Linked DNA regions of Mus musculus: region 2 is linked to region 1. A link is a contact called in public HiChIP or PLAC-seq data. All regions are on one chromosome and are shown on one strand. Each heading gives the region's core, a stretch centred on a gene start, on an enhancer-like site or on the middle of the called end of the contact. The rest is flanking DNA. Distances are from core to core; before and after follow the strand shown. Region 1 has its middle 64 kb from the start of Vps54. Region 2 overlaps Sertad2 (SERTA domain containing 2).

Region 1 (6,180 bases), core at 2,010-4,509:
TAGTTTGGGTTAACTTAAGGTGGGAAGGCAGGGCAACCCTTTATGTGGTGGGGCCATTCCATGGGCTTGGACCCAAGATGGAATATAAAGAAGAAAGCAAGCTGAGTACCAGCAATTCTCAGTCCCTTACCAACCATGGATACAATGTGACTATCACCTCAAGACCTCTCTGCTGTGATGGGCTGTGTCTTCCAACTGAGCGCTAAATCAAACCCTTCCTCCCTTAAACTGCTTGAGTCATGAATTTTGTTACAACACTAAGAAATGAAATGAGTCTATTTATCAAGAAAATGCTATGGGGCTAGAGAGATGGCTCAGCACTTCAGAGCACTTAAGATTTTGGTTGTCAGCAGCCATGGCAGTTGGCTCACAACTGCCTGTGATTCCAGGGTCCCTCTGCCCTCTTCTGGCTTCCATGACAGACACACATATATCTAATTGAAAGAAAAAAATGCTATGTAGAAAAGGATGCTGTTTGAAACATTGCAAATGAGGAGACACATATAGGTGACTGTCCCTATAGATATCTCCATAGTCCCTATAGATGAATCCACCGTGTCTTAAGGAAGTGTGGTGATTAGACTAGAAATGGTAAAGAGCTGGGGCAGATCAGTGAAATCACTATGAATTTAATAAAGTTAAAACTAAAACCTCAGTTCCTCAGCTAAACCAGACATAAATCAGAAGCTCAGCAGCCAGGTGTATCTGTCACACAACATAGATGACAATTTCTGTCATCACAGAATATTTTACTGAATAGCAATGGCCTAGGATGGAAGACCAGGACGCATTGCTAAGTCTAGTTGTTTAGAATGGACACGCCTCACTAATGAGGTAAGTGTTCCTGAACTTGGCAGCAGATTGAAACAGAGCTTCTCACAGCAGCCTGCATCCCAGTAGCATCACATACACTGCCAAGCCTGCTGCCATAGGCCAGGCACTCAGACCTATTGCTACAACTTACAGGTGTTTGCATCAGGCTATCAAGAAGGTGGTGGAGAAGGCTTTTGATAATATATCCATGGTTTACAAGGAACAGCTAAAATACACCTACATTGTTCTGGGATATAATAGAAGGTCCAGCTTGCTTCATTTGAAAGAACTTAATTCTTTCCCTAAGGCAGGCCCAACTATAAGCTTTTCTGACATACACTGTTTTCAGCTGAAGGCTTTCTACAAACACTGTAGAGTAACAGTGTCCTAGGTGGGCTGTGAGCCACTTCCTGTCCCCAAGCCAACTGCTGTCTGCACTGCATAGGGGAAGCTGATGTTTCTTTCTTTCTCTCTCTCCTTCTTTCTCTCTCTCTTTCTTTCTTTTTTCTTCCTTCCTTCCTTTCTTCCTCCCTCCCTCCCTCCCTTCCTTTCTCTCTTTCTTCCTTTCTTTCTGCCTTTCTTCCTCCCTTCCTTCCTCCCTCCTTTCCTTCCTCCCTCCCTTCCTTCCTTTCTTCCTCCCTTTCTTCCTTCTTTCCTTTCTTCCTCCCTCCCTTTCTTCCTTTCTCCCTTCCTCCCTTTCTTTCTCCCTTCCTTCCTTCCTTTATTTAGATTTATTAGTACATTGTAACTGTCTTCAGATAGCCCAGAAGAGGGAATCAGATCTCATTACAGATGGTTGTGAGCCACCATGTGGTTGTTGGGATTTGAACTCAGAACCTTCAGAAGAGCAGTCAGTGCTCTTAACCACTGAGCCATCTATCCAGCCCTGGGAAGCTGATTTCTCAGAAGCTCACCTTTGGAGAAACAAGTCTATTGGGGTGAAAATTCAAAAGTAAAATATTCTTAAGAAAATGAAGCAAAGTGTATGTGACAAATGCTTTTTCTCTAGGAAGTAAATTTATGAGAAATTGTCTTTCTATGATTTGCAATTTTTATAAAAATTTAAAACTTTCAAAACCAGATATTATATCACCATACAAATTGTGAACTGGTGTTTACCATTGGATTTTTGACATTAGAATAAATGCTTTAACACTAATCTCAAAAATTGCTTTGAGTGCTAAATACTTTAGTCAACTTCAAGAACTTATAGAACTTAATTTTAAGGCTTAAAAGGGACATTAACCAGGGATGGGTAGATGGTGGCTAATGTGCACACTACACAAGTGTGAGGACCTTAGTTCTGATCCCCAGACATCTCCTACAAAAAAATCCCAGCATGGCAGTGCATACCCTTTACTCTGTGACTAGTCACTATAGCCCAAGTGATGATCTCCTGGTCCAGTGAGCTCCCAGCTCAAACATGAAAGTGGAAAAGCAGTTGAGGAAGATATCCTGACATGAGTCTACACACACACACACACACACACACACACACACACACACACACACCACAGAGAGAGACAGAAACAGACATAGAGAGAGACAGAGAAAGAGACAGAAACACAGAGACACAGAGACAAAGACAGAGAGCCCAGTGTCTAGGAACTTTGGGTTTACCTATAAATGAAACTCTTCTGTTTTGGGTCCATGGCTCTTATGTCCTACACTTCAGAGACAAAAGACAAGAAAGTCCGTAAATCACAGTGTCACTTTTATCATCAATTAACATGATGCAGTCTCGAAACACAAATAAACGTGGCATGAAGATAACGAGCGGAGTGTTTTTGGAGCTATGACACATGCCTATTCTTCTAAGACAAGACTCTGTAAGCAGGCATGCTGTGTCTGAGGATGCTACGCATGTGCACAACATGGAGACTGTTCAGGAATTGCCTGTCTTGATTCTGTGGTAATTTTTGATTAGTACTGTGTCTTCATATGCTTTAAGGAAGTTATGCATTTCAAAGTTTATATGTTTTTATTTAAATTTGAGACAAACTCTCACAATATAGCTCGTTCTGGTTTTCAACTCTATCGTCCTGAGTCAACCCTAGAGTTCTGGGATTACAGGTATGCACTGCTACTCCTAGGCTGTTTATTAAAGTTTATATACATTTAAAGTTAGTTTTTCATAATTAAATTTGGTGTACTTCTAAAGAATTTCTTGATGTTTCAGTTGAATCCTTCTGTGAGTTCAACATAGTCAAACACATTCTCCAATATCTAAGTACCCTGAGTTTATAGGACCATTTACTTTAATGAAAGTGATTTGAAAAGACAGGAATTTTAAGTACAAAAGCTCAGAAGCACCAGAGACAGTAGAACTTCAAAGCATCAAGGCTCTGGCCCCTCCCCACCAAGCCCACCTCTTAGACTTCTGTTTAAAACCACCATTTCCTGTTTGGAGTTCTTGTCTCACAGCTGAGAAAAAACAAAGGTCACGTGACTTCCGTTCAGCATCTGCCCAGCAGACAGGCCAAGGTGAGAAGACTAAGCAACAACAGGGGAGGCCGTGGGAGGATTGCGGCCAAGCCGGCCTTCTGAGAAACAAGACAGGCAGCTTTGCTCACACCCTCCTTTGCTGCAAGAGTCCTGGCAGCCTCAAAAAGAAAGTTCTGGAATCAAACCAGACCCTTGTGCTTGTTTGGCTGAGAACTTGAAACAAATCCTAGATCAGTCCACTTAAGAAAACAAGCCGATCTGGAGACCATATATACCGGCAGGCATTCTCTGTTGCCTGACAATAGCAGGTAGCGTACCACTACCAACTAATGACCTCCGCAGAATCCTTGGACCTATCTGCGGGTCTTCTGTAGCCCTTTTTTCATAATTAATATTATTTTAAATAACTTGACTCTTTGCTTGATATAAATAACCAAGCTTGTCTTGCTGGTGTGAAACAGCACAGCGCCCCCACCCAGTCCGTCAGTCCCCGAGTCACCCCTACCCTGCATTTCTAGTTCCCACTGCATTTCTAGTTCTTTACATGTGAGCTTTGGTTTACAGGAGTTGTCCAACAGTTCTTGTATTTCCACTCTCAGCATCCTGTGGATGTGTGCTTTGTTCAAGCATCTCTGAAACATAGAAGGACTAGGCTTGGATGAGGCTTAGATCCCACTCTTAAAGCTTTTACATTGATTGCCTCAAAGCATAGCCCACACATCCCATCCATGTGGATAAATGTCAAGAGAGATAGATGGGGCTAGATAGATAGATCGATCGATCTATTTCTCCAGTTCTTTTGGACTGAGTACTAGACTTGACTTACCCCTCCTCACTTCTTGAGGATCATGTCACATGACCTCCCTGACCCAGGGTTTGGTTTTTTTTTTTCTCTATCTTATTTTGCTTTATCTTTTATCTTCAGCAGAAGCAGCATTTCAAAACATCAAGGCTGACTCCATAGTCAGCATTTGAATGTACTTATGTACACTTAAATATGCTTAAGTGCAGATGTTCCCCTGAATCTATGTGTATTTATGTCTATGTGTGCACATACATACATATGTATATGCATGTGAAGGTCAGAGTACAACTTGAGGAGCCCTTCCTTGTTTTGGAAATAGGGTCTCTCACCTGTGACTTGGCGCTCACCTGTTAGGTTAAGCTCACTGTAGCTGAGTCCCAGAGATCTGTTGCTATCTCACCAGTACTGGAATTTTAAGTGTGTGCCACCTTGCCCAGCTTTTAACTGTGGAGAGCTTTGGGGGCTAGAAACTTGGCAGGAATGTGACTTTGGGCCAGGACAGGGAAGTGGGCTCAGATATCTTGGTCATCCTGATAAGCTCCTAGAAACAGTGATCAAGGGACCTTGTTTATTGCCTTGCTTGTTCCTTGACTATTTGTGTTTATTGTCTTCCTTGTTCCCTTGACCTACCACTGACCTTATCACTTGCATGAAATTAAAATGGTATAAAAGCAGACTGGGAAAAAATAAACCCGCTTCAGCCTCAGCACTGGCTGGGGTCAGGCAACAGTGTTGTCTAATTGTCTTTTTTTTTTTCTTTTTAATCCTTGCTCCTGCCCTGGAGAACCTGTTGACTGACTGAGCTGGCTTAGTCATTTAACATAAGTTTTGGGAATGTCCTCAGGCTTGTGTAACAATAGCCCAAGTACCGTCCCTGAGTTTGTGTTTTTAACAAAATATAAAATGTTTTTTATAAGTATAGATATTAAAATTCTATACTGTTCAATAGCTCCCATTCTATTTCTTATTTATTTATGTATTGATTGTTTATTTGAGATAATGTCTTACTCAGAGGCCAGGCTGACTTGTTACTAAGTAGTCCATGCTGTCTTCAAACTTAGAGTCCTCAGACTCCTGAGTGCTAAGATTCTAAATGTAAGCTACCACTCTTGGCCCTGTTTCTTTGTGTGTATGCTCAGGCGCGCGCACGTGTGTGTGTGTGTGTGTGTGTGTGTGTGTGTGTGTGTGTGTGTGTGTACAGCCCTTTCTATGTTCACTTATGCTTGTCTACCTCTTGTCCTCTAACTGCTGTAGAAGTTTACCATGACATCTATGTACAATTACCTTATCTCCAACTGACACAGACTGCCTCTAACCACCCTGTACCACAGACAGCAGCCCTGTGATACTCATACTCCTGCCCACCTCCTCATGGCCCTGTGCAGAGGGGATTTCTGAGTCACAGGTACACCCACACACACATGCAGCCAGAAAACTCTTTAGAATAGGTGCGCGTGTACACTCCTAACAGCAGTGAGCATGGGCTCTTGGTTTTTACATGTTTTCTAAGACTATCATGCTTTTCCAGCTTCCCCGTTTTTACAAATCAAAGGGCATTAAGTAGTATCTAGGATTCTTTAACTGCTTTTCTTGATTACGGTGACTCTGAACTTCTCTTGACTCTTAAGCATTTAGGTTAATGCTTCTGAGAACTAGCCACTTAGACCTTCGACAGCATTTCTGTCGTGTGCCTTGTCTGACTTACCAGAGCTCCTTTGCAAGCTGGGTTTTAGCTCCTTGTTGGGTTGAGGCATTACAAGTATCCCTTCCCAGCTGTCCTCTGCCCAAGTTTGTGACAGTATTCATACACCGGCAATCTTATTATTGCTGCAGCCAAACCTGTCAAGCTATTAATCTGTAGCTTGTACTTTTTGAATACTGTTAACAAAGTTCCCACCTCAAAGTCCCATATACACGCACATGTTTCTCTACTAGCTGTTTGGTTTCAGACCTCAGGATAGGCATAGTTTACACATCAAAGCAGACCTGGTCTCCAGGTTCTCCCAGCATCCCTCAGTCCCTACCTGGCATACCCTGCCCCCAGCCCTGAACTTCTAGCCCAGTGCCTGGGCTGCTCTTCCACCAGACAGAGTCTCTTCCCTATATATAATCCAGAC
Region 2 (6,180 bases), core at 1,028-3,527, 520 kb after region 1:
CAAAACCAGTTAACATTCGGGGGATTCTTACACACTACCAAGTGTGGCCGGCAGGTTGAGCCTCAGCCCTGGCGTCTTCTGCAGCTCGGCCTCTGTGCGCTGCTGACTCTGAGGAAATCCTCCCAGATTGTTACATCTCAAACCATGCTGGTTTCTTCTTAGTCGAAACTGATTCTTCCATCCCAGCTTACCAGAAACCATAGATCCTGAATTCAAATAGATCATATTCTACTGAGAGCCTTTAAGTGACTCTCAGATTTCCCTCAGAAACGTCCCAAGCCAGATCCCCACCGGTTTGCTCAAAGCATTCTTCTTTTCAAAAAATTTTAAAAAGATTTTTATTTATTCTATGTAAGTACACTGTAGCTGTCTTCAGACACTCAAGAGAGGGCGTCAGATCTCATTACGGATGGTTGTGAGCCATCATGTGGTTGCTGGGATTTGAACTCAGGACCCACAGAAGAGCAGCCGGTGCTCCTAACCGCTGAGCCATCTCTCTAGCCCTTGCTCAGCATTCTTATCTTCCAAGCTCCTACAAAACATCTCATTAAATTCTGAGCACTCACTCGATGGCTTTTCCTGCCCAAAGTTCCAAATGCCACCATAATCTCCTCAAAACGGCAGAAAAAAAAAATGTCAATACAACATCCCTCACCTGGTACCCATTTCTGTCCTACTTTGCTTTGCTGTTGTGATAAAATACAAACCAAAGCAACCAGGGGAAGAAAAGGCTAATTTGACTCCCAGATCATGTTCCATGGTCCAGGGAAGCCGGAGCAAGAACTCAAGGCAGGAACTGAAGCAGCAGCCACTGGGAAACCGGAAGGCCACTTACTGGCTTGCTTCCCCTGGTTTGCCCACAGTGGGTGGGCTCTCCCACATCGATCAAGCACTCAAGGAAATGTTCCACAGACATGGCCACAGGTCAATTTGATGGAAACAATTCAAGTCATCTAGGTTTGTGTCAAGTTGACAAAAACTAACCAGCTCAGAGACTATTCCCTCCGTCTCTTCTGAGCCAGGCTGAAGCCAGCCAGGGATTTCTGCTTGGTGACAAGTCCACAATATTGCCTTACGTGACCTGTGGCCCCTGGAAGGCAAAGCAGTGTGTTCCCAAATGTGCAGAAAGGGCCTTGCAGCACACTCAGATGTCTTCTTGAGCCAGCTGTGCTGCCTTACCTAAACCTTTCTGGACCCGGGGTTTTCCTTTTTAAAAAACCTCAGTAAGACGGTGATCTGAGACAGAAATGCTTTCCAGACATAGCTTTGCCCACCCTCGTGGTTCTGCGTTTCCGGCTGGCCGCTGGGGTATCGCAGAGATGACTCTTGGGGAGGCGGTACTCAGAGGAGCTGGTCTGCATTTCTTCCTCGCCACTGGGGTGCCCGCTGGGGTGCCGGGCTGCTCAGAGCAGGCACACACCCTGCCTCCAAAGGAACCCTAGTCCCAGCTGCTGACTGATCAGAATCCCTCCCCCATCCTGGGCCTGACCCTCTACAGAATGCAGCACCAGTGTCTCCGAGCCCAGAGCGGACGCCCAGCCGACCAGCCCCCAGACAAAGGCCCCATGATGCAGAGGACAAGCCAGAGTCTGTGTGCCAACCAAATTCAACTTCAAGTAGGCATGCAGGATGAAGGGGGGCTGACGAAGAGGAAAGAGGTGAGAGAGAGAAAGATGGGAGGACGAGGTTTCCCCTTTATCAGGACTGGTCTGGCAAGACCAAGGGTTTGGCTCCCAGTGGGCGCTGGCTCTGTGACTACATCAGTCATCCCCTCCACGGTGGGTCGGCATATGTCTGGGGCTATGGGAGGGAGATTCTCCTCGGTAGGTAGAGACGCTAGATTCGCCTCTCCCAGTGGCTTTGGTCCCTGGTGATTTCGGTTGCAGAGACTTCCTCCTATGGCCGGCTGCTGATCCCAAGGTTTTCATGGCTCAACCTCTCCAAGTCTCCCCAAGCCTTCAGCAGGGATGGGCATGACTGAAGCACCCGCTAGTGCTGCAGGCCACACACCCCCCAAATCGGCACACTCACAGCTGTCTGGAAAACACTTGGTAGCTGTGCACACATCAGAAACTGTTCTCATCTCTGGACCCTCTCCAGACCCAACTGCAAGGGGAGCATGGATCGGGCTGACTTGCCTCAGCCTGCCAAAGTGCAGGCCACATGGCTCTGTCTTCAGCCACTCAGCTGAATCCCGAGGCAGCCTTCTCCTCTGCTTGGGTGCAGAAACGGGGCGACACACTTCCCACATCTGAAAGACAAGCCTGTCGGGCCGAGGAGGGAGGGGCCTGACTCCCTAAGGTTGGGTTCCTCTCAGACTTCTCCCAGGAACACAGGCTTGTGCTAGGGGCATTGAGAGCTTCCTCAGCCTACCACCCCTCCCCCACTTTGCCTCCAGCCTTTCTCCAGCTTGTGCTCTGCAGCCATTTCTTGTCACTGCTGAACAATAAGCCTTGCAGGCAGCTGGCAGCTTGGCCCTGCCTGGGAGGCGGGGGAAGTCTGTAGCACTATGGGGCTGAGACAGCCAGACTGCTGCAGAGAGGGTTCCCAGCTCCAGGGACAATGTCACCATGTGCTGTCTGATCCTGTCGTGCACAGGACAAGCCATCCCAGATGCCTCCAAGGGTGGCACCTTAGGGCCTTCAAGAGTTTTTTTCAAATCCTTTTGGTCTGCAGTCCAAGACCAGCCCTCCCACTGTGATAACAAACAAGGAGAGGCCAGATAGCCAGCCTCATCTTGCTCCCAATAAGTTACTAACCTCAAGTCACATTGCCAAAGTAAGGGAGTCTGAGAACACCCAGAGTGCTCAGTCACAGAAAGTTCTCCCTACTGGCTAACTGCTGGTCCTACTGGCTGCTCCTCTCCATACCTTAAGGTAGTGATGTAGGTATGTCAGGAGGGGCACACCTCCCCCCAACCCATCCCAGACCCGGGGAAGAGTTTTCAGGTCTCCAAACTATAGGCAAGATATGCTGTGCTAAAAAGACTGGAGAGAAACTATAGCCTCAGCAACTCAGGTGGCCAAGACAGAAGCACTTACATGCAGGTGTTTGAGACCAGCTGGGATAACAACCGGTTTCCATACACACAAAACCAAACTTATTTAGGGCTGGAGAGAAAGAGAGGAGCAGGCTTGGGGTTGGTGACAAAGGGTCTTCTAATGAGCCAAGCTGAATGCTACTCCTCTGAAGCCATAATCAGGCTCCTTAGAGCAGAAGACCAGACCCCTCATAGGCCTAGAGCTTTCTGAAGATATCCCCCTCCTATGTGGCTTGGCTGTTAACCCTGTTCCCTCCTCTCCAGCACTCTGGTACACTGGGGCTCCCTGGACACCCAAGCCAATTAATCTCTTTAGGGGTAAACGTCCACCTTACTGAAAGCCTGTCTGCCTTGTTTGCGCCAACACTATCTTAAGGATTGTGTGGGTTGCAGTATCACTTTGGCAATGTGTCTCTGTAAAGGGCCAAATGGCAACTCCTTTGAACTAAGAGTCAGTACAACTGTACCTGCTCAGCTGTACTATGGAGTCAGACATCAGCCCTAGGGACGCATACCTAAGTAAGCACGGCCATTGTCTGGGGCCACTCTACTGCTTATTAACACTGGCAGTGTATAGTTTGTGGGGGTGTGACGTGACGACGTCTGGAGAAGACGAAATCCCAGGGTTCCTGTTCTTCAGAACTGTAGTGTTGCAAAGAAAACCTGTGTGCAGCTCAGGTGAAGCCAGGACAGAATTTGTTCTTGCAAAGTCTGGAGCCCTGAAAGAGTTGAGGACAGGATGGGCTCTTATGAGGAGGATGCGGAGACGGATTCATGGACAGGCATTTGAGGTTGGCCTTGAAATGAGGCTGTTCTGCACCAGAGTGTGGGAGCAAGGGCAGAGGCAGGGTGCTGGTGTGTCCCCGAGAGGGAGCTGTGCAGATGAGGAGCAGGAACCCCGGAGCAAGCCTTCTTTCTCATTCTGTAGTGTGAACTGCCGACCCTGCCTCTGTTTTTCTGTTTTTAAAGATAGGGGCCCTCATGTGTCCAGGGTAGAGCTCAAACCTCTCAACCTTCCCACCATTCCCCGATGCCTGCCCCTTCTCAGTGTAGACATAGTTGTGGTCCTGCCAATGGCTTCAAGGGGTTTTAGGGGCTAAGGCTGATCTTGTCCTTGTAAATCTGGAGGCTTAAATGCTTATCAAAGTTACAACACTAATCAATAGCAAATGCTCATTATGTTCGATATGAATGGGAGACCCTGGTTCCCAGCTGCCTTGAGAGGTACCCACTGAACCTCCTGATATCTGCCCTGTGGAACTTGGCCAGGCCTTCCATGGCAAAGGAACCAACCCAGGAAGCCTCAACAAGAGAAGCTAGAAATTCAAGATCAGCACAGTAGCAGGTTGTTCCACTGAAGGCTTTAAGGCAGGCTTCCTTGCTTGTGTCACAGGTAGTGGCTTGCTGGCCATCTCCGTTGTACCTTGACCTGTAGAAATGCTGTCCTCACCTCTGCACTTGTTTGTTTCCATATGGCGTCTCCATGCCTGCATGGCTCATCTCGCTTAGCTAAAGACTGTTACTTAAGGAGTCACATTCTGGGGTACTGGAATCCTCCACGTTCCAAAGCAGATTTAACAGAGGACTTATTTTCCATTCTCTCATATCCACCTCTATAGCTTCACAGGCTAGTTGTCACGGAGTGCCTGGACATCCCCACCCCAATTAGTCCCTGAAGATGGTAGGGTGGTCCTGACTGGCACAACACGTGGTACCGAAGCCACAAGGACAAGATTGGTGGCACACTGACACAAGAGGCAGTTGAGGACAAGAGGGTCTAAGTCAAGGGACGTAGAGACGGGAAGGTGTGAGAGGACAAAAATGCTAAACTGAGGGGCAGGCTTACTGCCTGGCAGCTGAGCTAAACCTGAGTGGGCCAAATGGCTGACTGGAGAAGGCCAGGTCCTATGGAAAATGGCCAGTGGAGGGGCACACTGCTATTGGACAACAAATTCTGGTAGCCCTAGAATTTCAACTAAAGCCCAACAGAGGCAGGGGCTACCACAGTTGTGATGCTGGGGGGGGGGGCAGAGCGGGGGGCGGGCATCATCTTAGGTAAGTGGTAAAAGTTCTGGGAAAATCCTGGTAAAAATGATGTGTGGAGAGAGCTTTGTCAGAGAAGGAAAAGGAAGCCAAGGGCTGGAGAAGGCTGGGAGAGCAGGAGGGGATGGTGGCTTCAGAGACTAAGAAGGCTGAGGATACCCAAGGACTAGCATGGGTGGAGCATACTGCACCCACCTTAATGGGACCCGTCATGACACGAGCTGGCGGTACTCTAGTCACAAGAAAACTGTGAGCATGTTTCATCTTTTAACTGTTTATTGTATAATATAAAACTACAAAAGACTGCTCATTTCCATGTACATTTAATCTGTCCAATTGTTTAGAATACAGCCTGAATGAATCTATATTGAACACAGCCCTCTGGGTTCTGATGTGACGTCTGTAATATTGCATAGAAAAGGCACAGCTCTCAGGTCTGTGGGGAAAGGTCACACGTCCTTCCTCAAAACCCACGCACCAACACGTCCCCATGTACACTGTCACCACTTTAGCTGTACATATGGACTACTCTTCTCTCCCAAATTCCCCAAAAGAAGTCTAAAATCTATACTGGCTTTGTCTGCAAGAGCGTTTGATCCTGGCCAAGAGCCATGTAGAGTCACCCTTGGAAGCACTGGAGACAGTTGCACACGGGCGGATGCACACCCTGCTGGCATCCAGGGGCCGGGCAGCAACAAGAACCAACCACTTACAGCTAGGACAAGTCAAATATGCTCTTTCTGCTATTTTCAGAAATGTAAAAAGGTTCAATCTGTAAGAGCAAGGTTTCACAATTAAGACAATTCAGAGAGTAGAGTAGCGATTGCTGCACAAGCAGTCTTTGTGTCTGTCATTTAAGAAGGCTGCCCTTGCAGTGTTCATAATTCATTGTTTACTGCAAAGGTGGTAAGAAATTTAGGCTTTAAAAATGATCCGTGAGTTGATACTTTGGCTCTTTGGAGCTTACGTCGTAAAGAAATTTTCCTTGATTGACCTCAGGATGGTTGGGGCTATGGCGATAGAAAGCTCAATTGCTAAAGACACTGGAGTGGTGTAGGAGGCTGTGGCCATTTCTCACCCTTTGGTATGAAGGTGGG

Evidence for each region. HiChIP or PLAC-seq counts read pairs in DNA pulled down with a chosen protein or histone mark.
Region 2: an H3K27ac HiChIP or PLAC-seq map of embryonic stem cells shows a contact between it and region 1, with 3 times the contacts expected there. The contact joins two enhancer-like sites. A contact is called at or near these places in 2 of 484 Hi-C or Micro-C datasets (the Ba/F3 cell line and the HPC-7 cell line), 4 of 115 datasets of contacts at active chromatin or transcription factors (astrocytes, embryonic stem cells and large pre-B cells) and 1 of 9 other capture datasets (embryonic stem cells).

The regions. Positions count from the first base shown.
Region 1 is chr11:21,171,715-21,177,894 of GRCm38.p6, reverse strand. No RefSeq gene overlaps it. Among named protein-coding and RNA genes, the nearest start is that of Vps54, 64 kb to the left of the region's middle. Within about 2 kb of position 3,259, at least 121 of the 459 cell types and tissues checked have an H3K27ac peak or open chromatin away from gene starts, as enhancers often do. A contact at or near this core is called in embryonic stem cells, where this site is marked.
Region 2 is chr11:20,652,183-20,658,362 of GRCm38.p6, reverse strand. Sertad2 (SERTA domain containing 2) reads right to left here. Exons shown (of 2, transcript NM_001038625.1): 2 at 5,340-6,180. Among named protein-coding and RNA genes, the nearest start is that of Sertad2, 23 kb to the right of the region's middle. Within about 2 kb of position 2,277, at least 174 of the 459 cell types and tissues checked have an H3K27ac peak or open chromatin away from gene starts, as enhancers often do. A contact at or near this core is called in embryonic stem cells, where this site is marked.